Regions from separate parts of the Sus scrofa genome. Here region 1 is linked to region 2. Evidence: chromatin contacts called from public HiChIP or PLAC-seq data. All regions are on one chromosome and are shown on one strand. The core of a region is the stretch at or near the end of the contact, and the rest is flanking DNA. Distances in the headings are between cores, read along the strand shown.

Region 1 (5,768 bases), core at 2,475-4,974, 35 kb after region 2:
GCGGCCAGGAGGAAGCACTTGGCAGCCTGCTTGTACTTGCGTGCCGCCAGCTCGGCCAGGCCTGGGGGCGAGGGGGAGGCGGGGTGAGGCAGGAGGAAGCTGCCAGGGCCGCGCAGGGCCGCCAAGAGGCGCACCCAGACGGGCCCTCCTCAGCGGCAGGGACAGAAACGCTGGCAGGCACCAAAGACAGTCCCCTGGGCCAGGCGCCCAGGGAGGCCGTGCGGCTGCTGTTGCTACTGCAAAGGGGCTTCTAGCTGATGCCAGCACCAGCTGGGGGTCAGGGAGGGGAGTGACCAGCCCCGGCAGCAGCTGTCAGAAAACAAGGCCTCCCCGAGGGGAACCTGAGCCGGGCAGGTGCCAGGTGCGGGGCGCATGGGTTTCGCTGGCTGGGACAGGGTCAGCTGTGGTGCCTGCCTGCCCCAGTGCCCCTGGGCCCTCACCTGCGGCACACTTGAGCTTGGTGAGGATGGCCTGAGTCTGGGTGTCACGCTCCCCACGCTGCTGCAGGAGAAGGGTGTGCACGTGAGCAGCCCGTAGCCCCCAGACCCTTCCCCACCGCAGGCCCGGCCCCGCCGAGGAAGAGCAGAGGCCAGAAGGACCAGGCCCGCGGGAGCCGGCAGCGGTCAGGGCTCCTGGGGCCGGGGCCCAGGGCTGGCGTTACCTCAGCAATTTCTGGGGTGGACTCGGCCTTGCTGACGTAGCTCAAGACATGAGACCAATTCTGCAAGTACACACTGACCTGCCGGGCGGGGGACGGGCTCAGCCTGGGGCACCCCCTCCTGGCCCACCAGCACCGCTGCCCGGCGGCCCCTCCCACGCCCCCCACACCAGGCCCCACCTTGATGACGTTCAGACACATGTTAATGACGTGCTTGGCGCTGGTGCAGTAGTCGCGGGCCCGGGAATAACACTTGAGGGCGTTGCTGAGGTCCCCACAGTCCAGATAGTGGTCGCCCAGGTCGTCATGGCCCCGCCTGTGGGCCCAGCCACGAGTGGACATGGGTCAAGCCATGAGCCTGGTTAGCCGCCCCCCAGCCCTGAGCACAGCTAAGGCTGCCCCCATGGAGCCCGCCCCCGGCCCCGGCGGGATGGAGCCCACCCCCGGCCCCGGGCACACCTGATGCTGCCGCCGGGATGGAGCCCACCCCCCGGCCCGGGCACACCTGATGCTGCCGCCGGGATGGAGCCTGCCCCCGGCCCCGGGCACACCTGATGCTGCCGCCCGGGATGGAGCCCACCCCCCGGCCCCGGGCACACCTGATGCTGCCGCCCGGGATGGAGCCCACCCCCCGGCCCCGGGCACACCTGATGCTGCCGCCGGGATGGAGCCCGCCCCCGGCCCCGGGCACACCTGATGCTGCCGCCGGGATGGAGCCCGCCCCCCGGCCCCGGGCACACCTGATGCTCTCCTTGATAGAATTGCCCTTGTAATTCTTCAGATCCGTGTCCAGCTTCTCCAGCTTCAGCAGGGCCTTCTTCCGAGTGGCCTCCACCCAGGCCGTGTCCAAGGGCGGGGGCTCCACCCCACTCTCGGGGATGGCGTCGGGCGTGTTCTGCAGCTCCCTGGGGAGGACCCGGCCGTCAGGGGGGCTGGGATGCTGCCAGCGGCCCTCGCCCCATGGGGAGAGCGCCCCGTTGACAGGGGCACAGCTCTGACCACGGAGGCCCGCCGCCTGGCGGGACGGCCCAGGGGGAAACGAGTCTCGGCGCCGCGCCGAGGGGCGAGGGGAACCCGCTGCGGTCTCCGCAGGCTCCGCGCGGCCCAGAACCGCGCGTGCGCACACGCGAGACGCCGCCGCAGACGCGGGGCGGGGCCGACTCTCGGCAGCGCGAGCGCCTCCCGCGTCGAGCGCCTCCCGCGACGGCTGCGCCTCCCGGCTCTGCCACGAGAAAACGAGGTCGCCGGGTCCTGGGCCTCACCTGGTGGCCTCCGAGAGCTTGCGGTGGATCTCCTCGTACATGTCCACGTTGAAGGTCCGCTGCACGAAGGAGAGGGCCATCTTCAGGGCCTCCGCCCGCAGCGGGGGGCAGTGGTCGGCGATGAACTGCAGCCGCTCGATGCGCATCAGGCCGCTGTAGCTGGCCGCATACTGCTCCAGATCCTGGGGGCAGGGGGCAGAGTGCTCGTCCCCCAGGCTGGGACCCCAGACCCCAAGCCCCAGCCAGTGGTCGGGAGCAGTGGCGTGGGGGCACCAAACAAATCGCCGACCGTCCAGGGGCTGAGGAGAGGCCGCTGGGAACGGGCCGGTGAAGGGGCCTCCGGGGTAAAGCTCTGGCCCGGGGTGAACGGCCGGAGGCACGTGGGCACCCGCCCAGACTGCCAGTCACCAGGCTGAGCAGTGAGGAGACCGAGCTTCACAGGCTGGGCCCCAAAGAAGACGTGTCCTTGCAGTGAGATGACCAAAGCGCAGCCTGGCACCCAGGGCTCCTCCGTGGGGGGGGGAGCAGATGAAAGGTCTGGAGCGGACTAGCAACCCATCAGAAATGAGCAACCGAAACCCGAGAGGTTTCCAGGTCAGAAAAAGACGTGGTCGGCGTGGGGAGCCCTAGCCCAGCCCTCACAGCAAGACTGACACCCCAACAAACCCACTGATCCCCTAGGAGCGGCTGCAAGGCTCCCTACCAGGGTGGGGTTCTCCACGACATAGTTGACATCGGGTGCGTTCTGCGGGTCCTCCTGGGGATCCACGTCAATCTGCATGGGCTCCACCGCCCCCTGCAACACGGGCGGCACCTTGGCACCTCTAGTGGGGGATGCCCAGGGAGAGCGAGAGACCCTCACTGTGCCCCAGCTCAGCTCTAACCCGGCTCCAGACAGGCCCCTCCCCACTGCCCGCCACGTCCAGCGCCGCCACATCAGGGAGGGGGCTCCCGGCGAGACCGGCGCTCAGGAGCAGAACCCCGCCCGACTGTGACAGCCTATCTCCGGGGCGGGAACCGGACGCCGGAGGACCGCTTCCCAGGGTCCCCCGAGGGTCCCTACACGCTCCCGGCCACCGTCCTGACGCAGCCTCCTCCGAGCCACGGGGAGGACCCTGGGCGGCCTCGATCGGGCGCATCCGAGCAGCGGGAGCAGCGGCACCCGGCGACGCCCGCCGGGGGCCGGCCGCGGCCGGAGGCGGGAGGGGGGCGCCCGGGCGCCCTGCGCGGCCCGCGCTCGGTGGGCGGGCGGGCTGGTCCCGGCCCCCGTCCTGGAAGGTACCTCATAAAGCAGCGTACAGGCCGACAGGCTGGCGCTCAGGCTGAAGTCCCCGGCCGTGCCCGGCAGGAAGAGCTCTGACCTACCGCTGGGAGGGGCGCAGTGCACATCTGCCACTGACGACGCGGCCGCACGGGGGGCCGGGCCACCCCGCATTCTGTCCTGACTCTCTGCACCCCCCGACCCTGACACAGAGCTGGCTGGCTGCTGAAGGAGAAAGAGCGTTAGCGCGCCGGGCCTGCCGGGCCTGCCGGGCCTGCCGGGCTGCCGGGGCCGACGGGCGGGACGCTGCGGCCGGAGCCCGGGCGCGGGGAGAACGCCGCGCGGGGGGCGCGCACGGCCGGCCCCCCTCCGGCCCGGCGGCGGGGGCGCGGAGGGGCCGCCGGCCGCGGCTCGTTACCTGCAAGTTAAACACCTGAACCGGCAGCGGCATCTTCGCCAACCCCGCCGCGGCGCGCCGTCCACTTCCGGGGCAGCGCGGCTGCCGCTTCCGGGTCGCGGCTCGGGCGGGGCGGCTCTTAAAGGGGCCGCGCCGCGCTGGCTGGGCAGTGCCCGCGGGTCCCGCGGTCGTATGAGCCGCGCGCGGGGGGCGCTCTGCCGGGCCTGCCTCGCGCTGGCCGCGGCCCTGGCCGCGCTGCTGCTGCTGCCGCTGCCGCTCCCCCGCGCGTCCGCGCCCGCGGCGGCCCCGACACGGGCCCGGGCCCCGGGCCCTGACTCGCGCGCGCCCCCTGCCCGGCCCGCCGCGGCCCCCCGACTGCGGCCCGACGACATCTTCATCGCGGTCAAGACCACCCGAAAGAACCACGGGCCGCGCCTGGGGCTGCTGCTGCGCACCTGGATCTCCCGGGCCCGACAGCAGGTGGGTCCCGCTCCGGGGCCCCGCAGACTTCGGGATTCCCGCCCCGCACCCTCCCACGCCCCGAGATCCCCGCTCCCCAGATGCCTGCCTTTGGGATCCCGCACCGCTGGCTTCCCAGGACCTCCACCGCCTTTGGACTCCGCTCCCTCATCTCTAAACTGGCATCCCTCCCTGAACCCCACCCCGGATCCCTTCCCCACCGCTGTGTCCCCAGCGTGGCCGTCAGGCCCCAAGCCCCGAGTACGTGGGGAATGGACGGGCACCCCCAGCACCCACCCTCCCAGATTCCAGGCTCGCATGAGTTCTCCCAGCTGACCCTGGGCTGAGACCCCTGAAACATGCCTGGCAAGAGCAGGGCCACCCCAACATTGCTGGGGACGCTGAGGGTACCGGCAGGCTGCTCTGCTCTCCTCTCTGATCTGCCCAAGCCCAGGCCCAGCCACTTGTGCTTCTGCGGCTTCAAGCCAAGGCCCTGCCAGACCTTGGGGTCCCCAGGGGGTGCCCCTTGACTCCTCACAACTCTCTTTCCAGACATTCATCTTTACTGATGGGGACGACCCCGAGTTGCAGCTCCAGGGTGGTGAGTGCCCCCGTCCCGTCCCGCCCTGCTAGCTGCCTCCTCAGCTGTCTCTCGGTCCAGGGCCACCCGGCCCTATGCTGTGTACGGGGGGGGGGGGGGGGGGGGGAAGGCACCTGCTCAGGGCCACACAGCTGGTGGAGGACAGAGCCCCGATGCCCACCCACCGCTGGCCCCGCATCCAGGGCCCCAGGCCCCAGCCCTGCTCTGCCTCCCTCAACCACGCCCCCTACAGGAGGGCCAGCAGGGAGCCCTCCCTTCCGGGCCTGCCCACCTCAGTCCTGCTCCCTGGCAGGTTTTCTCTCGTGAGATTCCAGGAGGAGGTTATCTGTCTCGACAGCAGCAACAGAGTCAGCCGAGCGAGGCCGGGACAGGGCTGTGATCGGCTCCGACGTCAGGGCCTCGAGCGGACAGACCTTGCGTCGCCAGCTAGCCACATCTTGCCTGACTTCAGCGGGGTGGGTACACTGGCCACAGACTTCCCTGGCACTCGCTCTTCTCCTCCTCCCACCGCAGGCAGCCACGTTGTCAACACCAACTGCTCAGCCGTGCACACCCGCCAGGCTCTGTGCTGCAAGATGGCAGTGGAATATGACAAGTTCATCGAGTCTGGACGCAAGTACGTGGTGGCCGCGCCCTGTCTCCTGCAAGCCCAGGGCCAATGCCGGGCGCGCCCCCTGGTCCGGGCTCACTGCAGGTTTCTGCACACCCCTCCAGGTGGTTCTGCCACGTGGATGACGACAACTACGTGAACCCCGATGGCCTGCTGCACCTGCTGTCCAGCTTCTCGCCCAGCCAAGACGTCTACCTGGGGCGGCCCAGCCTGGACCACCCCATCGAGGCTACCGAGAGGGTCCAGGGAGGTGGAACCGTGAGTGCCGGGGCCGGGGAGGCAAAGCAGAGAGGGGAGACCCCAGCAGGTGTCCCACCCACGTGTCCAGAGCTGAGGCCAGTGAGGGGGAGCCGTGGGAGGGGCCGAAGCCACAGGCGATCGTGGGCACCCCCACCCATTGCGCCCAGGGAGCTTTGGCCACCTGGCCGGAGAGCCCCGATGGGTGGCTGAAGAACAGGCCTCGGGGTGTGCAGGGCGAGGAGCTCTGATCGCGGCCCCTCCTCCCCAGGTGACCTCGGTC
Region 2 (6,605 bases), core at 3,622-6,121:
ACGGCTTTTGGCACCGTCCCGCACGCTGCCCCCACTCCGTTTACATTCTGGTTTAACCCCGAGAGCCAGGGACCGACCTGACGGCAGGTGCCACGCGCGTGAGCAGCCCTCCCAGCCTGACGTCCCGCCGTTGGGCTCCGCGGCCCCTGCTGCAAACGTGGGTTCCAGGGCGCGCTGTGTGGTCCCGGCCGAGGCTCCCTGGTCCGCGTGGGGACGGAGGGAACCCTGCAGACGGGCAGAGAAACCCAGCCACCCACGGAAGGGGCACCCGACCCAGGGGGCTGGGCCGTGGGTCGGGGCCCTTGTCTTGGCAGCACCCACAGGAGGCCTTCTGACCTCCAGCCCGGCAGCCTCTGCCCTCGGCCCTGCTGCACCAGCTCCGTGTCAGGCCGGGGCCCCACAGCCCCCGTGTAGGGGCTGGGGCGTGAGGCGGCTGTAGGCCAGGAAGCTTTGCCCGGAGCCGAGCCTGTCACCGGGCCGGCACTGGGCAGACGCTTCCCTGCCCTCACGCGGTCCCTGAGAGGCCTCCTGACCTCCCTGCCAGCCTCGGGCCTCCCCCAGGGTGACATGGGATGGGGAGCCGTGGAGAAGGTGCGGGGAGCACCCGGGCAACCCAGTGGGTGTGTGTGATGCCCACTCCCGGCCCGAGTGCCAGCTGCCTGCCCTGCTGGGCCTGGCTGTCCCTGGCCTCTCCTCCCGGGGTTGGAGGGGGACTGAGAGCTGTCCGTGGGGTCCTCAGGTCATCCTGGGGCCTGGACTGAGCCAGGCAGCTGGCGCGTGCCTGCCAGTGGTGGCTCTCCCGAGGGGCCACGTTTCTGTGGAAAAGGGGAGCGTGGCCCCGGGCACAGCTGTCCTGCCAGGAGGAGCAGAGAGCCGGCCCTGGAGGCGCGTGGCCTGTGGGCTGCACCCTGGCCGGGCCTCCCCTGGGGCAGAGCCCCGCGGCCTTTCTTGAATTTCACCTTGGTGCACGCCCCCCCGCTTCGATCTCCACGGAGAGGAGGCAGGCCAGCACCCAGGCGGGCACTCTGCTTGTGCCGGGCTGCCATGCATGGGGAGCTGCAGAGGCAGTGGCAGGTCTCTCTGATGTGCCAGGCAGCAGACTGCTGGCAGCAGATTTGCAGCCAGCTGGCAGGGGTCTCCATGCTCCCTCTTTCTGGCTTGCGCCTCCTTAAGTGAGGGGTGGCCTCGTGACTTCCTGTAGTGGAAAAAGTGAAGCGAGATGCCCTGCTGCTTTTCCTCAGAGTGCTTCAGTGCCCACGAGCAGCGCCAGCCGCTGGGCTGCAGACCAGGGTCTCGTTCTAGCTGCCCAGCCTGGGCCCCTGTCCCCCTGCAGTGAGCAGAGCCCCACTGACCATCAGGAAGTAAGCCTAGGATAGTTCAAGGCACCAAGAGTTGGGGTGTTGGTGCAGCATGGCCATCCACTCCTTGTCCGGGGTGCCGGGGGTCTGAAAGCTCTTAAGAGGGAAGTTACAGAAAATCTGGCATGGTGGGGACGGCAGTTCAGCCATGGAACCTTGGGGCTCTTCCCTCTTTGCCCACCCCTCTCTTCCCTACAGTGTGTGAATCAGAAGCCCCCAGGGACGAGGCCAAAGGGAAGGTTGGGACCAAGGTATGGAGCTGCCAGCGGGACCTACGTAGAGGCCTGGGAAGAGAGCACTGTGGTGCCTGGGGGCGTGTGGGCACAGAAAGCTGTGGTTTCACGTGCCAGTCCCATTCTGTGCCGGCCCTGAACGCCCCTGGCCGGTACAATGCACCACGGACAGCCCTTGAGCTTCCGAGGGCAAGGCAGGAGGGGTTGCCAGAGAGCAGGGGCAAGAAGCAGCCGCGTTTGATTTCAAGACCATGAGGCTGCGGGGCCCGGGGACCTGCCAGGGCTCCTCTGGCCTCCCAAGGGTCTGTCTGAGGCCCCAGGAGGTAGCCAGAGCGCTGCAGGGCGTGGCAGTCAGGCCACGAGGGCAGCCCTCCTGGATTCTCACGTGACCCCGGGGACTGTTTTCCCTTTGGTTTGGAAGTTAAGGGGTTTTTTGGTAAATTTGGTGCACATTTGAGGAGGGGAATTACAAGGGAGGGCGCGCTGCTGCGCCAAGACACCGGTTTCTGTGCGCGCGCCAGTGCCCTGTGTAGCGAGGCTCCTTTGTTCGAGTCATACGAAGAGCCCGCTCGCCAGATGGCCAAGCCCTCTCCCAGCGGCCGCCTCCAGGGAGCCGCGGGGAGCACCCGCCGGTCCCCAGGAACGTCCCCGTGGGTTCCCGCGCTGGCCTCGCGGATTTGGGCGGCAAAGCAAGGAGGACCAGCCTGGCTGCACTGGGGTGACCGGCAGTAACCCCGCGCGGGGCGCCCTCGTCCGGGTCAACGACCGCGCTCGCCCCGCGGCGTTCAGCTCAGCGCCCGGGGCCCGCCCGGCCCATCACCCTATCGCCTAGCAACGCCCACTCGCGCGTCTCCATTGGGTCGGCGCGCACGCCCCCGGTCCCCTATTGGCTGCGGCGGCGGAGCGAGGCACGCCCCCGGCCCGGCTCCGAGGGGCTCGGAAGCGGGCCTGTCGGTCCGGACGCCCGGGGGGTCCGTCCGACCCCCGTAGTGGCCCCAGTATGACCCCCAGAGTGACCCAAGCACGCCCCGTCCCGTTTCCCCGCGCGCGCGGTGCACACGTGGCCCCCACGTCCGCGAGGGTAGAGGTGGCCCCGGGAGGCGCGGGGCGCGGAAAGGAAGTCGGGGGCGGGGTGACGCCGCGCCCCGCCCCTGCGCTCCCCGAGTGCCGGGCCCCCAGCTCCACGCCCCCAGGGCGCGCCTCCGTGCAGGGTCCCGGCGCCCGGCGGCGGCGCGCGGCATCACCCCACCGGCGGCGGCGCGCCTGGTCCCGGGGCGCAGCCCCGACGCTCATTGGCCTGGGCGGCGCAGCCAAGCTGTCAGCCCATGTGGCGTGTCCGCGCGGGGACGGCCGCGGTTAAATAGCGCCGGCGCGGGCCTAGAGGGAGCCAGAGAGACGGCAGCGGCCGGGCCTCATCTCCTCCGCTCGCTCCATCCTCGCTCTCCCTCCGCCACCCGTCTCCAGACCAGGTAGGATCGGCCGGACCGGGCCGAGGATGGGTTTTGGGAGCCAGAGACCTGGATCCTGGGGTCGGGGGAACCCCGGGGCCGGGGCCGAGCTGGGGGCGACGCGGCCTGGCTCGAGGGGGCGCCGCCGACCCGCATCCTCCGGCCTTGGGCGCGCGTGCTCCGGAGCGACCGTGGTGACTGTCGCCCCGCGCAGGCTGCCTTGGTCCCGGGGTCCGAGCCCCCGGCCTGGACGTTTGAGCCCCATGGGGCTCCCGAGGCCGGGCCGCGAAGGGCCCTAGCGCCTCGTCCCAGGCCCGGTGGGGCAGGTGGGCGGATGGCGAGGGGCAGACGCCAGGGAGCGCCGCCAACAGCCATTTTGGTCTTGGGCTGGGCCGGGAGGCCGCGGACCCTCGAGGCCTGTAGGGTTCGCGCCCCGCTCCCGGCGCCCACAAGAGCCTCCTTTCGGGCCGGGCCTCCAAGCCCTTCATTCGCGCCATCCCCCCACCTCCGGGTGCCGGATAGCCGAGTCTCAGCCGTCCGGAGGGACTGAGGAGGGGGTGGGCCGAGGAGGCGCGGGGCTGGGTGCGGACGGCTTCCCCACCACGTGGGCTCCGAACGCAGCCCCTGAAGTTCTGGGGGGATAGCAGCTCCCGCTCCGGACGGCCCCGCTGCGGCGCAGGCCAGGCCGCGCGCGCGCTGCAGGGGTCTCCACCCCCCTGCCTCGCCCGCCCGCCGGACTCCGCGTGAATAGCAAGTAGGAGGAGAACAGAACAGGCACTTTCTGGAGGAAGCGGCAGCCCCGGGAGCTGGTGCCTCTGAGCCGGCAGAGGGCTCTTTATTCAGCGCTGGGGGAGGGGGCTCCCTCTTTGCCGGGACAGCAGAGCGATCAGGCCACCGGTGGAAGACCCCCAGCGAGTGGATGCTGGCTCCACTGGCTAGGGGTCTTCCTTGCTCAGAGAGCCCCAGGAGGGCCGGTGATTGGCCAGTCCCCTGGTCCTCAGTGCCATGAGGCCTGGAGCCTTGGCGGAAGTTGCAGGACCAGTCCTGGCCATGCCCCCTCTCTGGAGGGCTTCCCAGGAACCCCCATCCTGGATCCACAGGCTCAGAGTGGCCCAGCCGCCCTCTTTGGCGCCTTGGGGACCTGGGCCTGGGTGGGTGGGCAGGGTGCATGAAGGTAGCCAAGCAGGACCCTAAGGCCTCACCTGTGCAGGTGTATGGGTCCAGGTAGGACTTTCCTGGCACCTGACCAGGAGTGGTTGTCCAGGTCCGAGCCTGCCGGGGAAGCCATACTGTCTGAGCCTGTCCACCATGGGGCAGGGACCACTTTCCCCCCAGAGTCCCACGAGGCCTTGGCACCCATAGCACCCGAGCCGTGGCCCCAGCGTGGAGGGCAGCGGTGGGCGCTGAGTCCAGAGCCGGCCTGGGCCTGGGCCTTCCTTCCCACCACCGTGTTTGCCTTTTTTCCTTTGCCTGCTGCGTTCTCTTAACAAGCTGACCACCTGGCGGGGCGGTGCCTTCCTCGGAAGGGTTTGGGCCCTTCTCAGGACTGGCCCTCCGACCTTGCACCCCCACAGGGGGTCAGCAGCCAGCTAAGTGCTGGAGAGCGGGCCCAGGGCAGCTTGGCCGTGGCGGGCTGACCCCAGACCAAGGCCGGTGCCCCAAGCGTCGTGCGGGCAGGCAGGACCCACGCGGACGCAGGGGCTGGCCGTGCGGATCTTGGGTCGCAAGGCCTTCTGAGCTGCGGCTCCCGGACCGGATGGACCTCCACTGAGGCTGCCGACGAGGCAGAGGCAGTGCGGGGCAGCAGCTGACGCCCGCGCGGCCCTCCCTGCAGAGAGAGCAGCCATGGAGGAGGTGGTGATCGCCGGCATGTCCGGGAAGCTGCCCGAGTCGGAGAACCTGGAGGAGTTCTGGGCCAACCTCATCGGCGGCGTGGACATGGTGACGGCCGACGACAGGCGGTGGAAGGCGGGTACGTGGGCCTGGGGCGCCCTCCTCTCCCTGCGTGGTGCGCCGCGTGCTCTGCAGGCTCTTCCTGGAGGTGGCGCCAGGAGAAGGCCGAGGACGAGGAAGCCTGGGCCCTCCGGCCAGTGGGCTGGGGATGGAGCGCCCGCTTGCAGGACGCCGAGGGCTGGCCCGCTTTACAGACGGGCTAGGCGAGCTGCCGGGGGGCAGGGCCGGGGCCGGGCCAGGGGCTGGGCTCCTCCAGCCCTGCGGCCTCGTCCCCGCAGAGCCTGGCCGGCCACGGCCAGCCCACGTGTTTGCTGGAACAGCTCCCTGCCGGGGAGTTGGTCTGACTCTGACTCCCTCACGCCCAACAGGGGAACCGCGGAGCGGTTCTACCTGATCCGCAGGATGTGAGTCAGTGTGGCGGAGCCTGGCCTGGCCTCAGGCAGAGGGTCTGCAGCCAGGGCAGGACAGCGGTGGGTGGGAAGGGGTGGCTCTGCCCCCACGGGGCTCTGCTCTGGGAGTGGGCACAGCGGTCCCGGGGAGCCTCAGCTCCCAGGGGCGGCCAGCGCCGCCCCCCCCAGTCGGCGGCTCAGGGCTGTGGGGTCCCGCGGCCGGCGCTCCAGCTGCGTGCCTTCCGCAGGGCTGTACGGCCTGCCCCGGCGGATGGGCAAGCTGAAGGACCTGTCCCGCTTCGACGCCTCCTTCTTCGGGGTCCACTCCAAGCAGGCGAACACGATGGACCCCCAGCTGCGGATGCTGCTGGAGGTCACCTACGAGGCCATTGTGGACGGAGGTGGGTCGTCGGGCGGCGGCCGGGGGCCCTGCCCTGAGGTTCTTGCCTCTCTTGAAAACAGTCCCTCTTTCTGCTTTTGAAACCAGCACGTGTGTGCAGCAGAACGCCTAGAACCAGAAGCGGCCGCGGGGGGTGCGCGGGCTGGGGCTGGTGGCTGGGAAGGCGTGGGCCTCGGGCAGGTCACATTTCACAACCGCATGCCAGAAGTGTCCCGGGTGTGTCCTGATGCCCCAGTTTCCTCGCTTCCCGTTGCATGGCTGATCTCGGGGTGAGAGCAGGTTGCCAGGCCGAGCGGGAGGTGCGATCTGGCCCCAGGACTCGTCACCATCCACTCTCCCCTCCGCTGGGTTGCGTGTGGCCTCAGACAGGTGCCTGAAGCCAGCTGCCCCTTGTCCCAGGACACAGACCCATGCCAGGGCCACTGGAGCATGGAAGGCCTGCCTGGTGAGAGAGGAGGCTGGCCATGTGGGTGTGGCGTCTTAGCAGGTGGGCGGCGATGGGAGCCGCGGGCCTGCCCGCTCCTGCCTGTGCTTGGCAGCCCATGGGGGTGGAGGACGTCCCAGCTTGCAGGTCTCATGGCCTGCAGCAGATGTGAGCCAGCCCCCGGAGCTGACGTTGAGCGTGACCAGGTCATGGACACATGCTGCTGATGGGGGGTGAGGGGGGCTTCCACTGCCTGGGCCCCACCCGGCGACCTTGGGTACCGCTCCCCGGGGGCTGGGCAGGGTCCCTCCCTTCTTCCTAAGCCTGGACACTCAGCCTTTGTCTTCCTCTGTCGTCTTATCTCGGCCAACCCAGGGCAGGCCGCCCTTGGGGCCCACCG

Evidence for each region. HiChIP or PLAC-seq counts read pairs in DNA pulled down with a chosen protein or histone mark.
Region 1: an H3K27ac HiChIP or PLAC-seq map of skeletal muscle shows a contact between it and region 2. The contact joins the promoter of RFNG here to the promoter of FASN in region 2. A contact is called at or near these places in 1 of 47 Hi-C or Micro-C datasets (epiblast stem cells) and 1 of 2 datasets of contacts at active chromatin or transcription factors (skeletal muscle).

The regions. Positions count from the first base shown.
Region 1 is chr12:953,405-959,172 of Sscrofa11.1, forward strand. RFNG (beta-1,3-N-acetylglucosaminyltransferase radical fringe) reads left to right here and starts at 3,725. Exons shown (of 8, transcript XM_021066394.1): 1 at 3,725-4,058; 2 at 4,590-4,638; 3 at 5,152-5,254; 4 at 5,353-5,506; 5 at 5,757-5,768. The coding sequence starts at 3,771. It overlaps GPS1 (COP9 signalosome complex subunit 1), which reads right to left and starts at 5,019. Exons shown (of 14, transcript XM_021066389.1): 1 at 4,910-5,019; 2 at 2,624-2,716; 3 at 1,921-2,102; 4 at 1,399-1,563; 5 at 839-974; 6 at 662-739; 7 at 441-501; 8 at 1-61. The coding sequence starts at 2,701.
Region 2 is chr12:917,534-924,138 of Sscrofa11.1, forward strand. It overlaps FASN (fatty acid synthase), which reads left to right and starts at 4,872. Exons shown (of 43, transcript NM_001099930.1): 1 at 4,872-5,011; 2 at 5,630-5,782. The coding sequence starts at 4,885.